Linked DNA regions of Canis lupus: region 1 is linked to region 2. Evidence: chromatin contacts called from public Hi-C data. All regions are on one chromosome and are shown on one strand. The core of a region is the stretch at or near the end of the contact, and the rest is flanking DNA. Distances in the headings are between cores, read along the strand shown.

Region 1 (4,851 bases), core at 768-3,267, 510 kb before region 2:
CAGGGTCATGACCTGAGCAAAGGCAGTGGCTCAACCACTGAGCCATCCTGGTGCTCCACAATTAGCATCTTTTTAAAAAAAATGTTGGGCAGCCGGGGTGGCTCAGCGGTTTAGCGCCTGCCTTCAGCCCAAGGCGTGATCCTGGAGTCCTGGGATCGAGTCCCACGTCGGGCTCCCTGCATGGAGCCTGCTTTCTCCCTCTGCCTGGGTCTCTCCTCTCTGTGTCTCTCATGAATAAATAAATGAAATCTTAAAAAAAAAAAGCTTAAGTGTGGAAAAGTGTGTATTGCTGCTTCGATGTGTGTTAGCAAAGGGATGCAGGGAATATACAGATACACACTTGCATAAAACATTCCTGGAGGTATAAACAAGAAGCTAATACTGGTTGCTTTTGAGAAAAGGGGTTGAGGGATCTGGAGCTGTGGGGTGGCTAGCAGTAAGTTATTTCTCAATGGAACTTGTCCTTTGGACTTACATTGCACTCTCCCCTTGTTCTTTCTCCTCCAGTTACGCTGGCCTCGCTATTTCTCCCATTGATTCAAGGCCTTTGCACTCGCATGTCTGGAATACTCTCCCTGCAGATACTCTTAAATTTAAGACAAAGCCCAAACTTTACTCAACATTACTCAACATATAGAGCTCTCCCCCCGCCCTTTTTTTTGGCGGCGGGGGGGGGGGGGCAGGGATAGCATGGGTAAATCATTAAACCTAAATCCCGATTCTTCATCCTTAAGGTAGGACTATTAGAATTACTTTGCAGGATTAAGATTAATTGCAGGTCAAAGTGCTTTTGCACAATCGGTGCTACGAAAGTTCCCGAAAGCACGCTGTTTCTCCCGAGCGGGGAGTGTAGGAGGAGCTCACAGCTCCCATCAGCGCACACCCCCGGGGTTTAAGGGGACGAAGGTGTCGGTACCTGGAGAGGCCGACCGGGTGGCCGTTGCCAGGGCAACCGCCGGGCGTCCCCGGACGCCGAGCACGCGCGCCCGCGCCTCCGCGCGCCCTCCTCCGGGCGCCGGCGATTGGCGGAGCTCCGGCCAATCGGCGTGGCGGGAGCGGCGCGGGGGCGTGGCCTCGGGGCCGGCCCTCCCTCCCCGACTTCCGGGTCGCGGTGCTTGCAGGGAGCGCCCCGCGAGCGGCGTCGTTTCCGCGGCCGGCCGTCTGCAGTTGGGGAAACCGAGGCAGCTCCAGCTTCCCCCGTTCCCCCGTAGCTCTTCCGCTGCTGTGAGGTGGCTGCTGTTTCTCTTCCTCTCGCGCCGCGCTGCTGCGGTGCGGCCGCGCCCGGCGGCGCCCCGAGGAATCCCGCGGGGCCGCCCGGGGCCGGCGAGGCTTTGTGCGAGTCCGCGCGTCCCCGCCCCGCCCCCCGCCGGCAGCGCGCCTGCGCGCCCTGGGCTCGGCCGGGGCCCTGGAAGGGGGGGCTCCGCGCAGCGGCTCCCCGGGGCCCCGCGCTGCCTTTGTCCCGGTGCCTTCGCGCTGGAGCCGCCGGGAGCGGGGAGGGCGGGGGGGACGAGCCGCCGCGCTCTCCTGCGCGGGACGGAGGCGATGGAAGGAGCCCCGGGCTCCCAGGAGCTGCGGCGGCGCGGGCCCCTCGCAGGTGTCGGCGCGCTCGCTGGGGCCGCTCTGGCCCCGGGCCTGCCGAGCCCTCCGCCCCGCTCTTCTGCAAGATGCGCACGTAGGGGACGGAGCGGAGCGGAGCGCGTCGTGGGGGTTCTGCAGCCAGTTCCCAGATGCGGCGACCCGTCGGGGCCTGCACTGCCTAACGCCTCGCAGCGCTGCTTCCTGCCCCGACGCCCGACCTCTTTCCCGCCTCCCGCCTCCCGCATCCCGCATCCCGCCTCCTGCATCCCGCATCCCGCTGCGGGGCCAGCCCAGCGCTGCGACCTGAGATGCGCAATCCGGGATTGGAGCAGTCGGATCACCTGCATCTCTCTCTTTTTTTTCTTTTAAGATCTAATTTAAGGTCATTAAATCTGTCATATATTTCCTTCTCTAGGAAAACAATCAAACAAACACACCATGTTTATTTCTTTGTGGGAGTTCTTCTATGGGCACTTTTTTCGGTTTTGGATGAAATGGCTCTTACGACACATGACTGGCAAGTGTGAACTGCAACGGATTTTTGACACCTATGTAGGTGCACAAAGGACGCACAGGATAGGTAATGTCATCTGAAAAAGAATACATCGATTTTAACTGAATGAATCTTTTTTTTTCCTCCCCTCCCCCCTCCACCTCCATATTCACAGTGACAGACGTACTCGTTTGTGTATCCTGATCAAGAAACAGTGATTTTATTTTATTTTTATATTTTATTTTTTATTTTATTTATTTTATTTTATTTCATTTTTTATTTTATTTTTTATTTTATTTTATTTTTGTACTTTTTATTTAATTTTTACTTTTTAATTTTATTTTATTTTTATTTTATTTTTATTTATTTTTAATTTTTATTTTATTTTATTTTTATTTTATTGTTTATTTTTTATTTTTTTATTTTATTTTTTATTTTTATTTTATTTTTTACTTTTTATTTTTTATTTCTTTATTTTATTTTTTTACTTTATTTTTTACTTTATTTTATTTTTATTTATTTTATTTACTTTTTATTTTATTTATTTTTATTATTTTTTATTTTTTTATATTTTATTTTATTTCATTTTGTTTTATTTTTTGACATTTGAAATCTAGCTTCGAATGATTCCAGCTCTAAAACGATGATTTTGTAGAGAGAGAAACATTATGACTCCATTCCACTTCTGTGCAAAGAATGATCTTCTCTGGCACCCCCAAAATTCGTCAGTTGTACCTTACATTATGGCTACGACCTATTTTCCAGAAGAAAAACCTCTCCCATTTCTAGGCCCTTGGAAAAATCTTCCCTTGAAATGATGGGGGAAGAGGGAGTATCTGAAATCTAGATCCATTTTTATATTCAGAACCTTTCATCGGTCTCTTAGTCTTTAATGTAATTCATGGAAGAAAAGTAACAGGTATCCAGTGATCCCTGGTAGAGACTTACCCTCAAAGTCTGCACTGACCAGTGTCATGGCCGGTTGTCCACATGAGGCTGATGGGCCCTGGAGATGGGATTGATGTGGATTGAGATGTGTGGAAATATAAAATACACCCTGGGTTTCAAAAACTAGATTTAAAAAGGAATGTAGAAATACCTCATTAGTAATTGTTTATATTCATTCTATGTTGAAATGGTAATATTTGGGATATAGCGGGTTAAAATCTATAAAACTTCTGTGTTTCTTTTATTCCAATGGGGCTACTAGAAAGTTATAAAAGTTACACACGTGGCTCACATCTTGGGTCGCGTCCTATTTCTGCGGAAGAGTAGCATTCTCTTACCTTTCAAATTCATCAGCTCCCAATGCTTCGTTGAAAATATATCGCTTAAAATTAGAACACAGAGGAGTGAGAAATCTGGTAGAGGAGAGAGAGAACTCTTGGACCAGAGTAAGGAAGACCAGGGATTGGCCGCAGTTCATGTTCACTGTGTCACAGGGAAGATCATGACTTAACTAAATCTTTACTCTTTTGTGTCCAACGAGTGTACTTCAACTAAGAACACCCCGGTGAGATCTGGGGAGTGGGTGTCTGTATCCAAGGCAACGTGGGAGGAATAAGAGAGAGAAGGAGGGAGTAAGCCTCAGGGCAGCTGGATGATTGAAGTTTAATTACTTCCCTAGTTTTTTCACAACTTCGTGGCCGACTTCATTTCCTGCCTGCTCTTTTGATTTGCCCTTTTGGCTGCTCTCAGAACAAAGTACCTCTTGATAAGAAATCTCAGCAGTAATGGTTTACATTTTATACTATGGGGTAAGAACATAGGCATTGCTTGGTGGTAAAACCATTTTTCTTGAATGTTTCAAATTGCTGAGAATAAAGAGACTTGGTAAATGTGCCAGAAAAAAAAAAAAGTTTAAATAGACTAAGAAAAAGCTCTAGTCCTTCTTGAAACAGAAGACAGGAGTGGAGAAGCTATTTGTCTGGTTAGAAGATAGTTGGCCAATATAATCTAAGTCTCAACATTTTTGCCCCTTTGTTGTCATATGATTCAGTCTCTGGCTCCTCAAATCTAAATGCTTACTCCAGAAGAGCTACAAGTGAAGAAAATGTAGTAGAGAGCACTTTCCTTATAAGTTCTTTAGATGAGTTTCTGGGGCCTAAGCTACTGGGAGGCAGCCAGTGAATGAATTTGCAGTGATTAGTAGACCCTTGGGGATTCGCACAGAAACATGATCCTAGGAAAATTAGGAGGGTCTCACCTCTTTGGCTGTGGTGTGTTGAATTGAGTTGAGGGTCTTGGAATCATACCTAGCTCCCTATACTATGCGGATAACATTTAAAAATGTTTGCTATGTTACACATGAAGAAATTTTATCTTCTGGTGCTATTGATTTACTACTGGCTTGATATTTATACTCTTTGTATATCGAGTAATTCACAAACAATATTTAAGTGGTAACATTCTTTTTTCTTTTTTTTTTCTTTATTTCAGAAAATTCCTTGACATACTCCAAAAATAAGGTAGGATTATACCAAAGTGGTAATTCTAGAAAACTTAACCTGGAGATATTTTTAAGAGAATGCCTCCATTTTAGAATGAATTTTTTATTATTATTATTATTATTATTATTATTATTATTATTTTATTTATTCGTGAGAGAGAGAAAGGCAGAGACACAGGCAGAGGGAGAAGCAGGCTCCATGCAGGGATCCCGATGTGGGACTCGATCCCGGGTCTCCAGGATTAGGCCCCGGGCTGAAGGCGCCACTAAACCTCTGAGCCACCCGGGCTGCCCTAGAACGAATTATTTTTATTTTATTTTATTTTATTTT
Region 2 (4,624 bases), core at 206-2,705:
AGCACCCCTTTCTGCTCCGTCCCCCCCAGCAGCCCTCTCTGCTCCGGGACCCCCAGCAGCCCTCTCTGCTCCGGAACCCCCAGCAGCTCTCTCCGCTCCATCCCCCCCAGCAGCTCTCCCAGCTCCGTCCCCCCCCAGCACCCCTCTCTTCCATCTCCCTCAGCACCCCTCTCTGCTCCGTCCCCACCCCAGCAGCCCTCTCTGCTCCGTCCCCCCCAGCAGCCCTCTCCGCTCCGTCCCCCCAGCACCCCTCTCCGCTCCATCCCCCCCAGCACCTCTCTCCTCCATCCCCCCCAGCACCCCTCTCCGCTCCGTCCCCCCAGCAGCCCTCTCCGCTCCGTCCCCCCAGCACCCCTCTCCGCTCCATCCCCCCCAGCACCCCTCTCCGCTCCGTCCCCCAAGCAGCCCTCTCTCCTCCGTCTCCCCAGCACCCCTCTCTCCTCCATCCCCCCCAGCACCCCTCTCTCCTCCATCCCCCCCAGCACCCCTCTCCGCTCCGTCCCCCCCAGCAGCCCTCTCTCCTCCGTCCCCCCAGCACCCCTCTCTCCTCCATCCGCCCCAGCACCCCTCTCTCCTCCATCCCCCCCAGCAGCCCTCTCCGCTCCGTCCCCCCAGCACCCCTCTCCGCTCCATCCCCCCCAGCACCCCTCTCCGCTCCGTCCCCCAAGCAGCCCTCTCTCCTCCGTCTCCCCAGCACCCCTCTCTCCTCCATCCGCCCCAGCACCCCTCTCTCCTCCATCCCCCCCAGCAGCCCTCTCCGCTCCGGGACCCCCGCCCCCAGGAACGCGGAGCAGCGGCACCTAACGGGTCCAGGGCACCGAGACGCGTGTCCCGCGCGGACTTGGGGGGCCCCGCGCGCGCCCCTCGTCCCCTCCGCTCCCCGCGTGGGCCGCGCTCCGCCGGGCGCCTACCTGCGTGGGACATGGTGACGGTGTCGTTGGTGCCGGAGCCCACGTTGAAGATGACCACGGCCGAGGCGTTCTGCAGGAAGGCGTTGCGGATCTTGTCCCGGTACGTGCAGTTGCCCTTGGGGATGAGGGCTATCCAGCTGCGGCCGCGGCCCGGGGCGGCGAACCTGGTGCCGGGGTCGCAGGCCAGGCGGTCGTGCGCGGCGCTGGCCATGACCACCTGGCCGCGGGCGTCCTGCTTGGGCGAGTGCTCCCCGTAGCGCCCGCACTCGGAGCGCTCGCTGCGCAGCTCGGGGCCGCCGCCGCCCGCCGCCCCGGACCCCGCCCCCGCCCCCGCCCCCGCCCCCGGCCCCGGCCCCGGCCCCGACGCCGGGTCGGGCGCGGGCTCGGCGTAGGTGATGTTCACGAAGGCGGTGTACCACTCCTCCTTCTCGGCCACCGTGAAGTCCAGGCACAGCAGATGCACGAAACAAAAGGAAAGCAGCCATGTTGAGAGGGCCAGGCTGCGGCACGCCTGCACCAGCGACCGGGCCATGGTCGCGCGCCGCGCCCCCGCCCGCCCGCCCGCCCGGCCTCCGCGCCCCGCCGCCGACCGGCCCGCGGCTCGCGTCCTCCGCCCCGCCCCTCCCCCTCCTGCCCCTCCCCCCGGCGCTCCTCCCCGCCCCTCCCCCGATGCTCCTCCCCCTGGTCCTCCTCCTGCTGCTCCTCCCCCTCCTCCCCCTCCTCCTCCTCGCGCTCCCGGGTTGCGAGCGCGGGTCAGCCCGGGCTGAGCCGAGCCGAGCTGCCCCGGAGCCGGGGGCGCGCGGGCGGGGGGCGCGCGGGGAACCGCGGAGGAGGCGAGCGGCCGGCGGGCGGGCTCCCGGGCGCGGCTCCCGCGGGCTGGCGGGGGCTCCGGGAGCGGGCGGCCGCCCCCAGGCCGGTGCCGCGCGGGGGTCCCGGCCGCCGGGCGCTCGGGGAGCGGGTCCCGCCGCGGCCGCGCGCCGTGGGCCCCTCGCCTGCCGTCGCCGGGCGGCCGCGCCGGGACGCACTTGGGGAGGCGGCCGGGGCCGGGGCAGGCGGAGGGAGCGGACCGAGAGGAGCGCGAGGTCCGTGCGTGTCCGTGTGTGTGAGCGTGTGTGTGTGTGTGTGTGCGATGTGTGCGCGCAAGGAGGAGCCTGGAGTGATGTCGAGGATCCTGGGCGCCGCTCGCCGCGCTCCCCCGGGCTCTCCTGCGGGGCGGCAGCGACCTCTGCCGGGTCCCGGGTCCCGACTCACCTCTGCGTGCACCAGGTGCGGGCGGGAGGGGAAGCGGCCCGACCTGGGCGCGCGGGCGACTCCCAGCGCCTCAGATGGAGCCGAGGGCGCGCGTGGCGGGCGCAGCCTCCCCCGGGCGGGAGGGACGCGCTGAGCTCCGACTGCAGGACGCGGGGCCCAGGCCGCGGCCCGTGGCTCCAGGGCCTCCCTGAGCGCACCCGGAGGTTCGGCGCTGAGCTCCGACTGCAGGACGAGGGCTGGCGCCAGGACGCGGCCGCTGGCTCCAGGGCCTCCCTGAGCGCACCCGGAGGTTCGGCGCTGAGCTCCAACTGCAGGACGAGGGCTCAGGTCGCGGCCAGTGGCTCCAGGGCCTTCCCCAGCGTACCCGAAGGGTCGGGGCTGAGCTCCGACTGCAGGACGCGGGATTCAGGCCGCGGCCAGCGGCCCCAGGGCCTTCCCGAGCGCACCTGCAGTGCCCAGGGCAGCGACGGCCCATCCAGGAGGGGGTCCCAGCAGCACGCGGGGTGGGGGGCACTCCAGCTGCTGGCCCGGCCACGGGAGTATGATCCACTGCACCTGAGCCACAGCACGGTCCGGGGCGGGGGGGGGTTGCTGCCCATGCTGGGCTGGGGGCCACTGCTTTCGGGTATTGGGTCCTGGCACTCCAAGAGGCTTGGAAGCAGACATGTGATGTTTGTTTCCTTCTAGAACGGATGTTTTCTCTATAAGAAAAGAAACCGAGTGAGCTGTTTTCTCACTGCGTTTATTCGGGTTGTCAAGCCTGGTGGTGTCAACAGGCAAGTGAGGTTTCTCTGCGTTTCCCTCTATAGGGTGTTCCCGGGTTGGAGACCGGTAGTGCAGCGCCCGCAGAACGGCCTTCTCCAACCTTCTCCAAGCCGACACAGCCCCTTAACCACTTAAATGCTTAGACGCTGCTGCCCTCCACACCAACGGATTCCTGGGCTTGAGAGAAGTGCCATGGAAGGGCTCGGAGAGAACTCGTGGGACGGTTCTTAATCACTCTCACCTGGCATTCTTTCAGAGGACCTGGGACTCAGTGCTGAAGACAAAAGGCCACATTTCCCTAAGATCTTAGTATGTTTACAGCTTTCTGTCACCCACAGCCTCCCCCACCCACCCACCCAGCACAGCTTCTCTTTTTCCAGCAGCCGCACAAACAGCTGGTGGCTGTTGGGGGGAGAACAAGGAGCCTCCGCTTTACCCGAATTAGAAGCAGGCGCAAGAAGAACTACTTAGGAGAGTTGGTCTCTATGGTTTTTGATGTGCTGGTTTTATGTTGTTTTCCTGACTTACTTATTTTAGAAAATAGGCTTCTAGGCAATCGGGACGGTGCTTTTTATATAGTACCTAGTGGTACAGGGAGGCAGCCGCGGAGCCTGCCTGGCTGCTGGTCCCCGAGCCACCAGAGATCTGAGGGAAGAGTCCATTGGCTGAAAACCCCCAGCTGGGCTCTGTACAGATGCCTTGGCAAACCAAGGTGGTTCCCCAAACCTCTCTGTCTCTTAGCCCTTTTTCTCCAGCCACAACACTTGGGGAATCTTTGTCCTTAAGAATGCATGACTGCCAGGGCCCCTGGTTAAGCAGCGACCTTCAGCTCGGGTCATGATCCCGGGGTCCTGGGATCCAGCGTTGGGCTCCCTGCTCCACAGGGAGTCTGCTTGTCCCTCTCCCTCTGCCCCTACCTCCACTCATGCGCGCGCTCTCTCTCTCTCTCTCTCTCTCAAGTAAATCAAATATTTGGAAAGAAAAGAATACATGACTACTGCTTATCCTTTTTTTCTCTTAGAAAAGTAGGAAGCTAACGAAGCAACAGGGTCAAGGAGCAGCATCTCAGCTGGGAAGTAGATTAATTACAGGGACATTAGGCAAATAAGTAAAATACTGAAGGGAATGGGAGCCGTGTTTCTTAGTGTTGGAAAAAATGTACAAATATGGAAAGAAAGAGAGTTCTGAAGAACCTGAGATGTTGGATTAGTTTAGAAATGGGTGTGAAATCACATATATACCATAAATCTTTTCATTCAGAGGCTAGAGGCAATGGATCCCTCAAGTGGCCAGAAGGCCTTGGTTTCTAAGTACCATCTTCCAGTGAAAGGAACCAGGGTGCGGGCTGGGAAAACCCCAGTAAGCCCGGAACCTCTTATGCGGCAGTGCTCACAGCACGATGGACAACATGCCCAAAGGACCTTGAGCCAGCTGGATGGAGCTCCCAGCGGCTGAATCTGGAACAATCTGAGTGTCAAAATAAATAATGATAGTAACTTATTACAACCTGTTGGATAAAACGGGAATCCACGAATCTGTGCTAATATAAATGAATAAATAAATAATGATAGAATGGATAAATGGAGGAGAAGGGACAGCTCCCCTTATCGCAGAATTCAAACGAATAAGATCAATAAAAATAGTCCCGATTCAGCAGCGCGATTGAGTCACTCAGGAGTCCTCTGCGGGTGCTAAGG

The links. Hi-C and Micro-C count contacts between places; a contact is called where the count stands out from the background.
Region 1: a contact with region 2 is called in a Hi-C map of blood, with 3 times the contacts expected there. The contact joins the promoter of ELMOD2 here to the promoter of RNF150 in region 2. A contact is called at or near these places in 2 of 9 Hi-C or Micro-C datasets (amygdala and blood).

The regions. Positions count from the first base shown.
Region 1 is chr19:3,040,729-3,045,579 of UU_Cfam_GSD_1.0, reverse strand. ELMOD2 (ELMO domain-containing protein 2) reads left to right here and starts at 2,017. Exons shown (of 8, transcript XM_038564578.1): 1 at 2,017-2,158; 2 at 4,511-4,539. The coding sequence starts at 2,017.
Region 2 is chr19:2,533,834-2,538,457 of UU_Cfam_GSD_1.0, reverse strand. It overlaps RNF150 (RING finger protein 150), which reads right to left and starts at 1,455. Exons shown (of 8, transcript XR_005373859.1): 1 at 912-1,455. LOC119864426 (a long non-coding RNA gene) reads left to right here and starts at 820. Exons shown (of 3, transcript XR_005373860.1): 1 at 820-1,011; 2 at 2,850-3,236.